2 separate regions of the Salmo salar genome follow, and region 2 is linked to region 1. The links are chromatin contacts, called in public Hi-C maps. All regions are on one chromosome and are shown on one strand. The core of a region is the stretch at or near the end of the contact, and the rest is flanking DNA. Distances in the headings are between cores, read along the strand shown. Region 1 overlaps LOC106584364 (casein kinase I). Region 2 holds the start of dmbx2 (diencephalon/mesencephalon homeobox 2).

Region 1 (5,583 bases), core at 2,174-4,673:
TGTCTGTCTGTCGCTGTCTGCCTGTCGCTGTCTGCCTGTGTCGCTGTCTGTCTGCCTGTGTCGCTGTCTGTCTGCCTGTGTCGCTGTCTGTCTCTGTCTGTCTGTTTCGCTGTCTGTCGCTGTCTGTTTGTCGCTGTCTGTCTCTGTCTGTCGCTGTCTGCCTGTGTCGCTGTCTGTCTGCCTGTGTCGCTGTCTGTCTGCCTGTGTCGCTGTCTGTCTCTGTCTGTCTGTCTGTCGCTGTCCGTCTGGCGCTGTCTGTCTGTCGCTGTCTGTCTGTCGCTGTCTGTCTGCCTGTGTCGCTGTCTGTCTGCCTGTGTCGCTGTCTGTCTGCCTGTGTCGCTGTCTGTCTGTGTCGCTGTCTGTCTGCCTGTGTCGCTGTCTGTCTCTGTCTGTCTGTTTCGCTGTCTGTCGCTGTCCGTCTGGCGCTGTCTGTCTGTCGCTGTCTGTCTGCCTGTGTCGCTGTCTGTCTGCCTGTGTCGCTGTCTGTGTCCCTGTGTCGCTGTCTGTGTCGCTGTGTCGCTGTCTGTGTCGCTGTCTGTCTGTCTGTGTCGCTGTCTGTCTGTCTGTGACGCTGTCTGTCTGTGACGCTGTCTGTCTGTGTCGCTGTCTGTCTGTCTGTGACGCTGTCTGTGTCTGTCTGTCTGTGTCGCTGTCTGTCTCTGTGTCGCTTTCTGTCTGTCTGTGTCGCTGTCTGTCGCTGTCTGTCTGCCTGTGTCGCTGTCTGTCTGTCGCTGTGTCTGTCTGACGCTGTCTGTGACGCTGTGTCTGTCTGCCTGTGTCGCTGTGTCTGTCTGCCTGTGTCGCTGTCTGCCTGTGTCGCTGTCTGCCTGTGTCGCTGTCTGCCTGTGTCGCTGTCTGTCGCTGTCTGTCTGTGTCGCTGTCTGTCTGTGTCGCTGTCTGTTGCTGTCTGTCGCTGTCTGTCTGCCTGTGTCGCTGTCTGTCTGCCTGTGTCGCTGTCTGTCTGCCTGTGTCGCTGTCTGTCTGCCTGTGTCGCTGTCTGTCTGTCGCTGTGTCTGTCTGTGTCGCTGTCTGTCTGTGTCGCTCTGTCAGTCTGACGCTGTCTGTGACGCTGTCTGTGTCGCTGTGTCTGTCTGTCTGTGTGTGTCGCTCTGTCTGTGTGTGTCGCTCTGTCTGTGTGTGTCGCTCTGTCTGTGTGTGTCGCTGTCTGTCTGTGTGTGTCTCTGTCTGTGTGTGTCGCTGTCTGTCTGTGTGTGTCGCTGTCTGTCTGTCTGTGTCGCTGTCTGTGTGTCGCTGTCTGTGTGTCGCTGTCGCTGTCTGTGTGTCGCTGTCGCTGTCTGTGTCGCTGTCTGTCTGTGTCGCTGTCTGTCTGTGTGTCGCTGTCTGTCTGTCTGTGTCGCTGTCTGTCTGTCTGTGTCTCTGTCTGTGTCGCTGTCTGTCTGTCTGTGTCGCTGTCTGTCTGTCTGTCTGTCTGTGTCGCTGTCTGTCTGTCTGTGTCGCTGTCTGTCTGTCTGTTTCTGTCTGTGTCGCTGTCTGTCTGTGTCTGTCGCTGTCTGTGTCGCTGTCGGTCTGTCTGTGTCGCTGTCTGTCGCTGTCTGTGTCTCTGTGTGTGTGTCGCTGTCTGTCTGTCTGTGTGTGTCGCTGTCTGTCTGTGTGTCTGTCTGTGTCGCTGTCTGTCTGTCTGTGTCTCTGTCTGTCTGTGTCGCTGTCTGTCTGTCTGTGTCGCTGTCTGTCTGTCTGTGTCGCTGTCTGTCTGTCTGTGTCGCTGTCTGTCTGTCTGTGTCGCTGTGTCGCTGTCTGTCTCTCTGTCTGTCTGTCTGTCTCTCTGTGTCGCTGTCTGTGTGTGTCTGTCTGTGTGTGTCGCTGTGTGTGTCGCTGTGTGTGTCGCTGTCTGTGTCGCTGTCTGTGTCGCTGTCTGTCTGTGTGTCGCTGTCTGTCTGTCTGTGTCTCTGTCTCTGTGTCTCTGTGTCTGTCTGTCTGTGTCGCTGTCTGTCTGTCTGTCTGTGTCTGTCTGTTTCTGTCTGTGTCGCTGACTGTCTGTGTCTGTCGCTGTCTGTGTCGCTGTCGGTCTGTCTGTGTCTCTGTGTGTGTGTCGCTGTCTGTCTGTGTGTGTCGCTGTGTGTCTGTCTGTGTCGCTGTCTGTCTGTCTGTGTCGCTGTCTGTCTGTCTGTGTCGCTGTCTGTCTGTCTGTGTGTCGCTGTCTGTCTGTGTCGCTGTGTCTCTGTCTGTGTCGCTGTCTGTCTCTCTCTCTCTCTGTCTGTCTGTCTGTCTGTCTGTGTCGCTGTCTGTCTGTGTCGCTGTCTGTCTGTGTCGCTGTCTGTCTGTGTCGCTGTCTGTCTGTGTGGCTGTCTGTGTGTGTCTGTCTGTGATTCTGTCTGTGTCGCTGTCTGTCTGCCTGTGTCGCTGTCTGTCTGCCTGTGTCGCTGTCTGTCTACCTGCCTGTGTCGCTGTCTGTCTGCCTGTCTGTGACGCTGTCTGTCTGCCTGTCTGTGACGCTGTCTGTCTGCCTGTCTGTGACGCTGTCTGTCTGCCTGTCTGTGTCGCTGTCTGTCTGTGTCGCTGTCTGTCTGTGTCGCTGTCTGTCTGTGTCGCTGTCTGTCTGTCGCTGTCTGTCTGTCGCTGTCTGTCTGTGTCGCTTTCTGTCTGTTTGTGTCGCTTTCTGTCTGCCTGTGTCGCTGTGTCTGTCTGTGTCGCTGTCTGTCTGTGTCGCTCTGTCTGTCTGACGCTGTCTGTGACGCTGTCTGTGTCGCTGTGTCTGTCTGTCTGTGTCGCTGTCTGTGTCGCTCTGTCTGTGACGCTGTCTGTGTCGCTCTGTCTGTCTGTGACGCAGTCTGTGTCGCTGTGTCTGTCTGTCTGTGTCGCTGTGTCTGTCTGTGTCACTGTGTCTGTCTGTCTGTGTCACTGTGTCTGTCTGTCTGTGTCGCTGTGTGTGTGTGTCGCTGTCTGTCTGTGACGCTGTCTGTCTGTCTGTGACGCTGTCTGTCTGTCTGTGTCGCTGTCTGTCTGTCTGTGTCGCTGTCTGTCTGTCGCTGTCTGTCTGTGTCGCTGTCTGTGTTTCTGTCGCTGTCTGTCTGTGTCGCTGTCTGTGTTTCTGTCGCTGTCTGTCTGTGTCGCTGTCTGTGTTGCTGTCTGTCTGTCTGTGTCGCTCTGTGTCGCTGTCTGTGTTGCTGTCTGTCTGTCTGTGTCGCTGTGTGTCTGTCTTTCTGTCTGTGTCCCTGTGTCTCAGTCTTTCTGTCTGTGTCGCTGTGTCTCAGTCTTTCTGTCTGTGTCGCTGTGTCTCGGTCTTTCTGTCTGTGTCGCTGTGTCTCAGTCTTTCTGTCTGTGTCGTTTTGTCTCGGTCTTTCTGTCTGTGTCGCTGTCTGTCTATCTTCTCTGTCTGCCTGCTCTGCTTCACTCATCCAGGCTGATAACAGGGGAGGGAAGCACAGTCGGGAACCCTGCGGCCGTTGAAGCCATTATCAGGACAGGAACCCCCTCCCCTCTCCCTGGAAAAGGGTGTGATATAGGATCTGATTGAGCATGCACTGTCTCAGCACAGACTCAACCTTTAAAGGGATGAAGGGGCAACAGCATCTCAGGAGATGCCTGTTAGCTACACCCTTCACATGAAAACATGACAATTTGGAAGTGGAGATTTCACATCTAGAGTCCTTTATGGCGCAATTATGACTCGCTTAAAGTGATGTACAGTCTGCCGTCTCAGATGATTACATTTTGAAGATGATTTTTTTGAGCAAATGTGCCATCTAGGGTTTTGGAAGGGAATTGCATCCTTTGAAATAATGACCTCTTTTTACCAACGAGTAAATCCATTTTAAGTTTAAATGTCACGTGCACAAGTACAGTGAAATGCCTTTCTTGCCAGCTCTTTTACATTGTAATGTCGTCAAAGGTAAGAGTCATAAGCTAATGCTCACTCTCACTTCATATGAAGGATAAATGACAAGATAATTAGTCATGCACAGACATCCTGTCTGAATTCCTTGTCTTCACCTGTACAGGTGATGAGCTCGACGAATGGAGAGCTGAACACTGACGACCCGACGGCGGGACACTCCAACGCTCCCATCACTGCTCCCACCGAGGTGGAGGTGGCTGATGATACAAAGTAAGACAGCTCTGTCCCTGGCGTTGACTGCAGTGGCTCACCATGCTCTGCTCGGTCGCACTACCTCTGGCAGTCGTGGCCAGAAACACAGTCAAATTATATCTGAACCCAGTCATTCAAAATCCTGTTACAACAAAACATTTAACAGATTCCACGTTTACGGCCTCTAATGTTCAGTTTCGCTTTTTTTTAGCTTTAAAACATTGCATTTTTTGATATGCAACATTCATTTCCTTTTGAAACTAAATGAGTGTGTCCCCTTGCCTGCAGGTGCTGCTGTTTCTTCAAAATGAGAAAGAGGAAAACTCTCCAGCGGCACAAGTGAAGAGAAGACCTCGGCGGGAACTTGAAACATTCTGCTCACTTTCAAGTTTCAAATGGAAGAAACCACACCGATCACCCATCCTATCTCCCTTCCCCAGTCTCTCTCTCTCTCTCCCTCTCCCTCTCGCTCTTCTCCATCTTCCTCAGCGCTCTTCTGCTACAGGCGTGTAAAGCAATGTTGTCCTACAGACTTTGTGGGCTTCACAACAGACACTGGCTTCCAAAAGAAAGAAACCGTTAAAGTACCTGCATAATAAAGAGAGAACGTTTTAAAAGCTGTAACAAAGAAACGCGAATATCGTGGCGTGAATAGAAGATAATGATACTGTTTGAAACAGTTCTTGTATTCTAGATTCCATACATAGCATTTACTGTTCAACAGCCATTGATCTGAGGGAACTGTCAATGAGTCGAGGGAAAGAAATCTGTTCCATAGAAATAGTCCTTTATTTGTGGGATCAAGGTAAGAAGCAAGACTGAACTATACTAATGATAACTCTGGAATCACTGAGCGCAACAGGAAACACCATCTAAATCACAATTGGAGGATTTTTATGTTGTTGAGTTTTTTTATTTAATCCTCTGTTGTTTTCAAAGTCAACTCCCTGGATTGAAAACAAATGTCTGTTTTAGTGTACTGGAATTCATTTTGTATTCTTTTTTTCTTCTCTGGCTTTCATTCTGTCAATGTGGACTTTGTAGCACAGTCACTGGCCTCAGGTACTGTGGAAGACTGAGAGTAACTGATATTAAGCTCTCTTCTTCTTGTTGCACTTTTGGAAACAAAAAGAAAGTACAATGGAATTCTAGGTTTGAAATTAACAAACAAGAAAACAACTGAAGACTGATCTAGGAAGAGTCCTATACAAGGCTAACACTGACTGTACAAAACATTAAGAACACCTTCCCAATATTGAGTTGCGCCTCCCCCCCTCCTTTTGCCATCAGAACAGCCTCAATTCATCGGGGAATGGACTCTACAAGGTGTTGAAAGTGTTCCACAGGGATGCTGGCCCATGTTGACTCCAATGCTTCCCACAGTTGTCAAGTTGGCTGGTTGTCCTTTGGGTGGTGGACCATTCTTGATACACACAGGAAACTGTTGAGTGTGAAAAACCCAGCAGCGTTGCTGTTTTTGACACCAACTGGTGCGCCTGCCACCTACAAAACCCTGTTCAAAGACACTTCAATAT
Region 2 (5,583 bases), core at 1,009-3,508, 55 kb before region 1:
GGAGGTGGGCCTTTTGGAGGAGAAGGTTTCCAGGAGGGCAGTGGGTTGGGGTGGTGGCTATGGGGAGGGGGTTGCACACAACCAGAGTCTTTGTGTCTTTAATCCCCCCAGCCAACACAGCTTTGGCCAGGTTTCATCATGAAAGTGCCATGAAATAACTACTTTTTTTTCCCTTAGCAGTAAATCTCCCCTAATCCTGCAGGCTGAGTAGACAAAGGCCTCTGGGACCTAATCCTGGACCGTTTAGTGAGGTTCCGGGGCTGGCCTACAGAGCCTCTTCTAAATGACTTCTTTTTATCAGACACTAATATAGCTTGACAGCCAAGAACAGCGGAAAAAAGCAAAGAAAACATATATCCACATATTTTAGGAATCTAAATGTATGAACAAGTACTGTACAAGTATGAACAAAAATGTTACCTTTTATGCCAAATGTTCAGTTCCTATTGGGCAAAACAACTACAAAATATATATATATAATGTATCCAACAAGTGTTGAACGAGTTTGTAGTCACAAGCTTTATAAAGTCATTATTCAAATGGGGGACTAGATACATGAAGTGCTTTCATTTCTAAACATAAAACAAATATATGAAAATATACTCTCAAAATAAAAGGTTTACTGTCACCTAATATTAAACATTTGATCTCAAATCCAAAATGCTGGGGTATAGAGCCAAATTAAAAAATGTAGCTTCACTGTACAAATACATATGGTGGTGAGTGTAAAAGTCATGGGATTGTGAGACCCCTGAGACTGACTGTGTGGGTCACTGATAGAATGCAGCAGACATTTGAACAGAAATATGCCTGATAGTGAGGGAACCACCCAAGAGGTCTAAGAAATATATTTGCTACACCCACAATAACATCTGCTAATCACGCCTATGTGACCAGTAACATTTGATTTGATTTGACCTTTAGTCATGGTATTAGGCAATTAGATTCCTACAGAAATAGCGGAATCGAGGGCAAAAATTAAAACATCTTAATTTATCAACCAGCCAGACTTTTGCCTTGAGTTTCAGAGTAACAGGGAAGAATGAACGTTTCAGTAACAAATGGAAGATGAGGACACGGAGGGCTGTTAAAAACATTGAGGTGGCTGGTTTTCGCTCCAGTTGTGGTAATGGCCCCTCCTCTCCTGACTGTATGGCTGGTGTACTTGGTGTGTGTTTTACTCTGGGACACAACTGATACTCGTGGGAAGCATAATCTGTCACTGAATGCTTTGCCTTTCCACCCTTCGCACCTCCGCTAAGGCCTTAGTGGAATTTACATGTCTAAACCCTTCAGCCTAAAGCTAGAGCTGGGTTATTGGAGATGATCTTATTGGAGTGCTACAATTTGAAATGTGTCACAATGCACAGGTGTGCCAGGACTTTGGGGCGAGGAGAAATAGATTTTGTTAGATGGACTGTGATATCCATACTAGTAATTGGGTTTTCATATTTTCATTCCACAAGATACAGATTTCATTGCACCAATAGTAACATTTGGATATCATATTTTTATTCCGATACACATTTAATTCCAACGTACTACTTTACATGACAATATATTGTACACACCATTGGCTTAGAGCATGATTTAGTCATGGACACTGAAGTTCTGAACGTTTCTCAGGGTGTGCAGGGCAGCAGCCTACTTTCACAAAGTGTAATGTCATGTTTACTGCATTTGTGAAAAAAAGTAGAGTTTTATGCAAGTGCTACTGAAAAACACACTCCACCTAACCTATTTGCAAATTAGGAAAAACCATTTGCATGTTGTGTTTTATCATTATTTTCCTTATTTTAGTGGGATAATAGTTCTCTTTCAGGAGATCTTGAATCTGGCTCAGTTGAACCTTAGGAAATTGGTCTCAATGGCCAATGTCCAAATTGTATTTCACAGGCTGACAGTTTATGGGCAAAATATGTAGCCTGTTAGCAAAACAAACTGCAAAGCAAACCCCATCCAAGTGGAGATTGACAAAGCAGGGAGTTTAAGAGAAAGGAGGCTGAGAACAGGGAACAATCAACGGATCTTATTTGAATCTGGCCCTCCACTGAGATTAGCAGACCACATTGTTTTAATTGTTTTAACAGGAGGGAATGAAACGCTCGTTTATTGAGGAGGGATCCTTTGTGTAAATCTCCCCAAATTCAATAGTTTAAAAAACTTGAGCCCTTGGACCCCCTCTTTTCCCTCATCCCACCTAATCCAGGGTAATACCTTTCTTTCTATTGGCTAATGGTTGAGGGGAGCTGGAGTAAATGGTTCTTTAAATAGTCGTGGGTGAGAATGGTCTTCAGATAATTAGATCCATGCCATGACAAAGGGTAGCGGCGTAGGAGGATAAGGCCTGCATTTCGAACTATTGGACTGTATACTTGGACTTCTGAAAGCTCACGAGAATAGGTTCATTTCTGCTGTTTTGTGTGCTTCTCAGGTAAAATAAAGAATACTGCAGAAGTTATACTTTTTTTGTCTGATCTTTGTTTTGGAAATTGTTTTCTGGATGTTGGTAGCCAACTGAAGTAAAGTGGCAATGGTTTATGCGTAAAGAATAATTACTTTCAATTACTTTTAATGATCAAGAAAGTTGCTTATGTTTACCATTTGTTCTGTTTTTATTTAAGTGAGTTAAGACTGTAGCCTAAATACAAATTGCACAGTGCAAGCGTCCTACATACATTGTACAGTAAGCTATAGGCTATATACTTTTTTTTTTCCATTGTATGCCTAGTTAGTATGGTGTAAGTCCCATATAACTTAAACAGTTTTACCCTTTAGGTCCGCTATGAATGCCTTAAATTTCTGCGGGGGATCCGACAGTGGCAACGGACTCTATCCTCTGCACAGCGTCAACTCCGTATTTTTCAACCCCCACCACCAGATGGCAGACCAGTACCCGGTTTATCCATCAGCCAATCCCTCCTCGGTTCACACGTTCTCTGTTGCTGAAAGACTTGCAGGTATTTAGAAAAGACTACTGTCATTTATGACTGTGTCTGTAATCGATGCATGCAATCAAACAAATGCAGGTGGAAAAATAAAGAGTGTTATAATTTTAGGGCTCCCGAGTAGCGTTGCCACTGTCGGATCCCCCGCAGGCACTGCAGCTCAGTGCTAGAGGCGTCACTACAGACACCCTGGTTCATATCCAGGCTGTATCACAGTGCGCAGCCCTATGGGAGTCCCATAGAGCTGCGCACAATTGGCCCAGCGTCGTCGAGGGTTTGGCCAGTGTAGACCGTCATTGTAAATAAGAATGTGTTCTTGACTGACTTGCCTAGTTAAATAAAGGTTATATTTAAAATTAAATAATTTGCCATTCAAAAGCATTGCAGCTAAACTGGTATTCTATTGTCAAAAGATCCGTTTCCCACCTGAAAAAGTTGTTGAAATTGTTAATTGCCATGCTGGTATTTTCAGTGTAGCCTGATATCTCACATGCCCTCCTAATGTTTCACCACCTCTAATCTTGTTGTGGCTTGTCTTCTGTCCCCACAGAGTTGATACTGGAGGCCCGTTATGGGAATCAGCAGAAGCAGCGTCGGAGCCGCACAGCCTTCACTGTGTCTCAGTTACAGGCTCTAGAGAAAGCCTTCCAGCAGACCCAGTACCCTGATGTAGGTATGAGAGAGAGACTGGCTGTCTGCATCAATCTGCCTGAGGCTCGCATTCAGGTCAGTAAAGGTCGCTCTTCAAAGAGGACCAGCCTGTGCGCATGCTTTCATTCATGATATTTATTTGAACTGCTGCTTTTAGTAACTTTATTCTTGTGATATATATAACAGCTGTGGTGCTATTACCTTTTTAAACTTTTGATCAATATTACTGTTATAAATACGTCAACCCTTCACCAATAACTCAATTATATGCTCTCCAGGTGTGGTTTAAGAACAGAAGAGCAAAGCTCCGTAAGGGACAGAGATGCTCCCCTCTTCCCAGAGAGCAAAGCCTGGAGGAACCACATCAAACCAAGGCAGGAGGGGAAGAGAGGAGTACCAAGGATTCAAAAACACAAAGTGAAATAGCTCCTCTCTGGGAAGTCAGTGATGCTCCCACCATTTCTTGTCCTGGAGACTCCATTGTATCTCAGAACCACTCAAGATTACATTCTCCTCCCGTTTTTCCCTTTGTGGGTGGAGAGCGGTACCACCTTCCACATCATCAGGCTTTAGGGATGTTATCAGCTGGCCTACATTTCACGCCCACATTCTGGCCCATTCTACAGCAACACAGCCCGGCTATAGGAGTTGCCCCACTGGTTGGTAAAAACTGCAGCCTTTCCCTTCAGACTTCCTGTCCCAGTAATGCTGTACCCATCCCCAACCTGGGTCTATAACTGCACTACCAACAACAACAACGTCTCTTCAGTGTGTGTTGGCAAAAAGGGACTAAAAGGAGAAAATCGTACACTGCTGCACTGGTATCAACATGGACACAGATAAACTACTGATTTTATACTTTGACTCTGTACAACTTTGTGAGTACAAGGAGCCTTTGCTAATTGTCCTGGTAGAGTGCATCTGACAAGTGAATATGTCTGTAGATAAGTTTGATTAAGAAACACTCAAAGGGGCTAGTATGTTGTGTTGTTGTGAGCATTTGGGATTGCAACCTGGAGTGGATTGGTACATGCTTCATTTGCATAAAGATGTTACTTTCAGTTTTTACTCACTTATCATAAGCACTTAGGAGAATAGAGAATTGTGATGTGGTTTGGGGCACTTTTCTTTTCACTTTCAAATCGAATATCCATTTGTTCAAGACAATTTTCTGTAATGTCTCACAGTAGGAATCTTTATTCCTATCCTATGTTAATTTTATGGTTATACACAACAAAACCGTAATTCAACTGTATGTGAATTTAAAAAAATGTTTTACGAATAAAATTATTTAGAATGTCTTTTTAGTTTACATTTGTTTATTCTGCAAATAGGCAATTTCCTGGTAACAGAATAATGCTGAAGTAGCAGTGTTGATTCCGTCCGTCTCCACGCCCCTACCTGGGCTCGAACCAGGGACCCTCTGCACACATCAACAACTGCCTCCCATGAAGCATCATTACCCATCACTCCACAAAAACCGCAGCCCTTACAGAGCAAGAGAAACAACTACTTCAGTGACGTCAACGATTGAAACTCTATTAGCTCACACCCTGCTAACTAGCTATCCATTTCACACCGGTCACACTAAGACGCAGATATATATAAAAACGTTTCAACAACATAGCTCAGGCAGTAGGATCTATTTATATGCAGATGATCCAGTTTTATACTCTGCTGGCCGCTCCCTGGATTGTGTTAAACGCTCTACAACAAAGCTTTTTTAGTGTCCAACAAGTTTGTCTGCCTTAACCTTGTTCTGAACATCTCCAAAACAAAGGTCTTGTGGTTTGGTAAGAAGAATGCCCCTCTCCCCACAGGTGTGATTACTACCTCTGAGGGTTTAGAGCTTCAGGTAATCACATCATACAAGTACTTGGGAGGGTGGCTAGACGGTACACTGTCCTTCTCTCAGCACATATCAAAGCTGCAGGCTAAATTTAAATCTAGACTTGGTTTCTTCTATCGTAATCGCTCCTCTTTC

What was found. Hi-C and Micro-C count contacts between places; a contact is called where the count stands out from the background.
Region 2: a contact with region 1 is called in a Hi-C map of gill, with 6 times the contacts expected there. The contact joins the promoter of dmbx2 here to the enhancer-like site in region 1. A contact is called at or near these places in 3 of 3 Hi-C or Micro-C datasets (blood, gill and muscle).

The regions. Positions count from the first base shown.
Region 1 is chrssa23:29,637,756-29,643,338 of Ssal_v3.1, reverse strand. It overlaps LOC106584364 (casein kinase I), which reads left to right. Exons shown (of 11, transcript XM_014169592.2): 10 at 3,960-4,066; 11 at 4,337-5,583. The coding sequence ends at 4,391. Among protein-coding and RNA genes, the nearest start is that of LOC106584364, 46 kb to the left of the region's middle. Within about 2 kb of position 3,423, at least 2 of the 13 cell types and tissues checked have an H3K27ac peak or open chromatin away from gene starts, as enhancers often do.
Region 2 is chrssa23:29,691,432-29,697,014 of Ssal_v3.1, reverse strand. dmbx2 (diencephalon/mesencephalon homeobox 2) reads left to right here and starts at 2,258. Exons shown (of 4, transcript XM_014169593.2): 1 at 2,258-2,434; 2 at 2,779-2,960; 3 at 3,499-3,674; 4 at 3,878-4,900. The coding sequence starts at 2,786. The coding sequence ends at 4,336.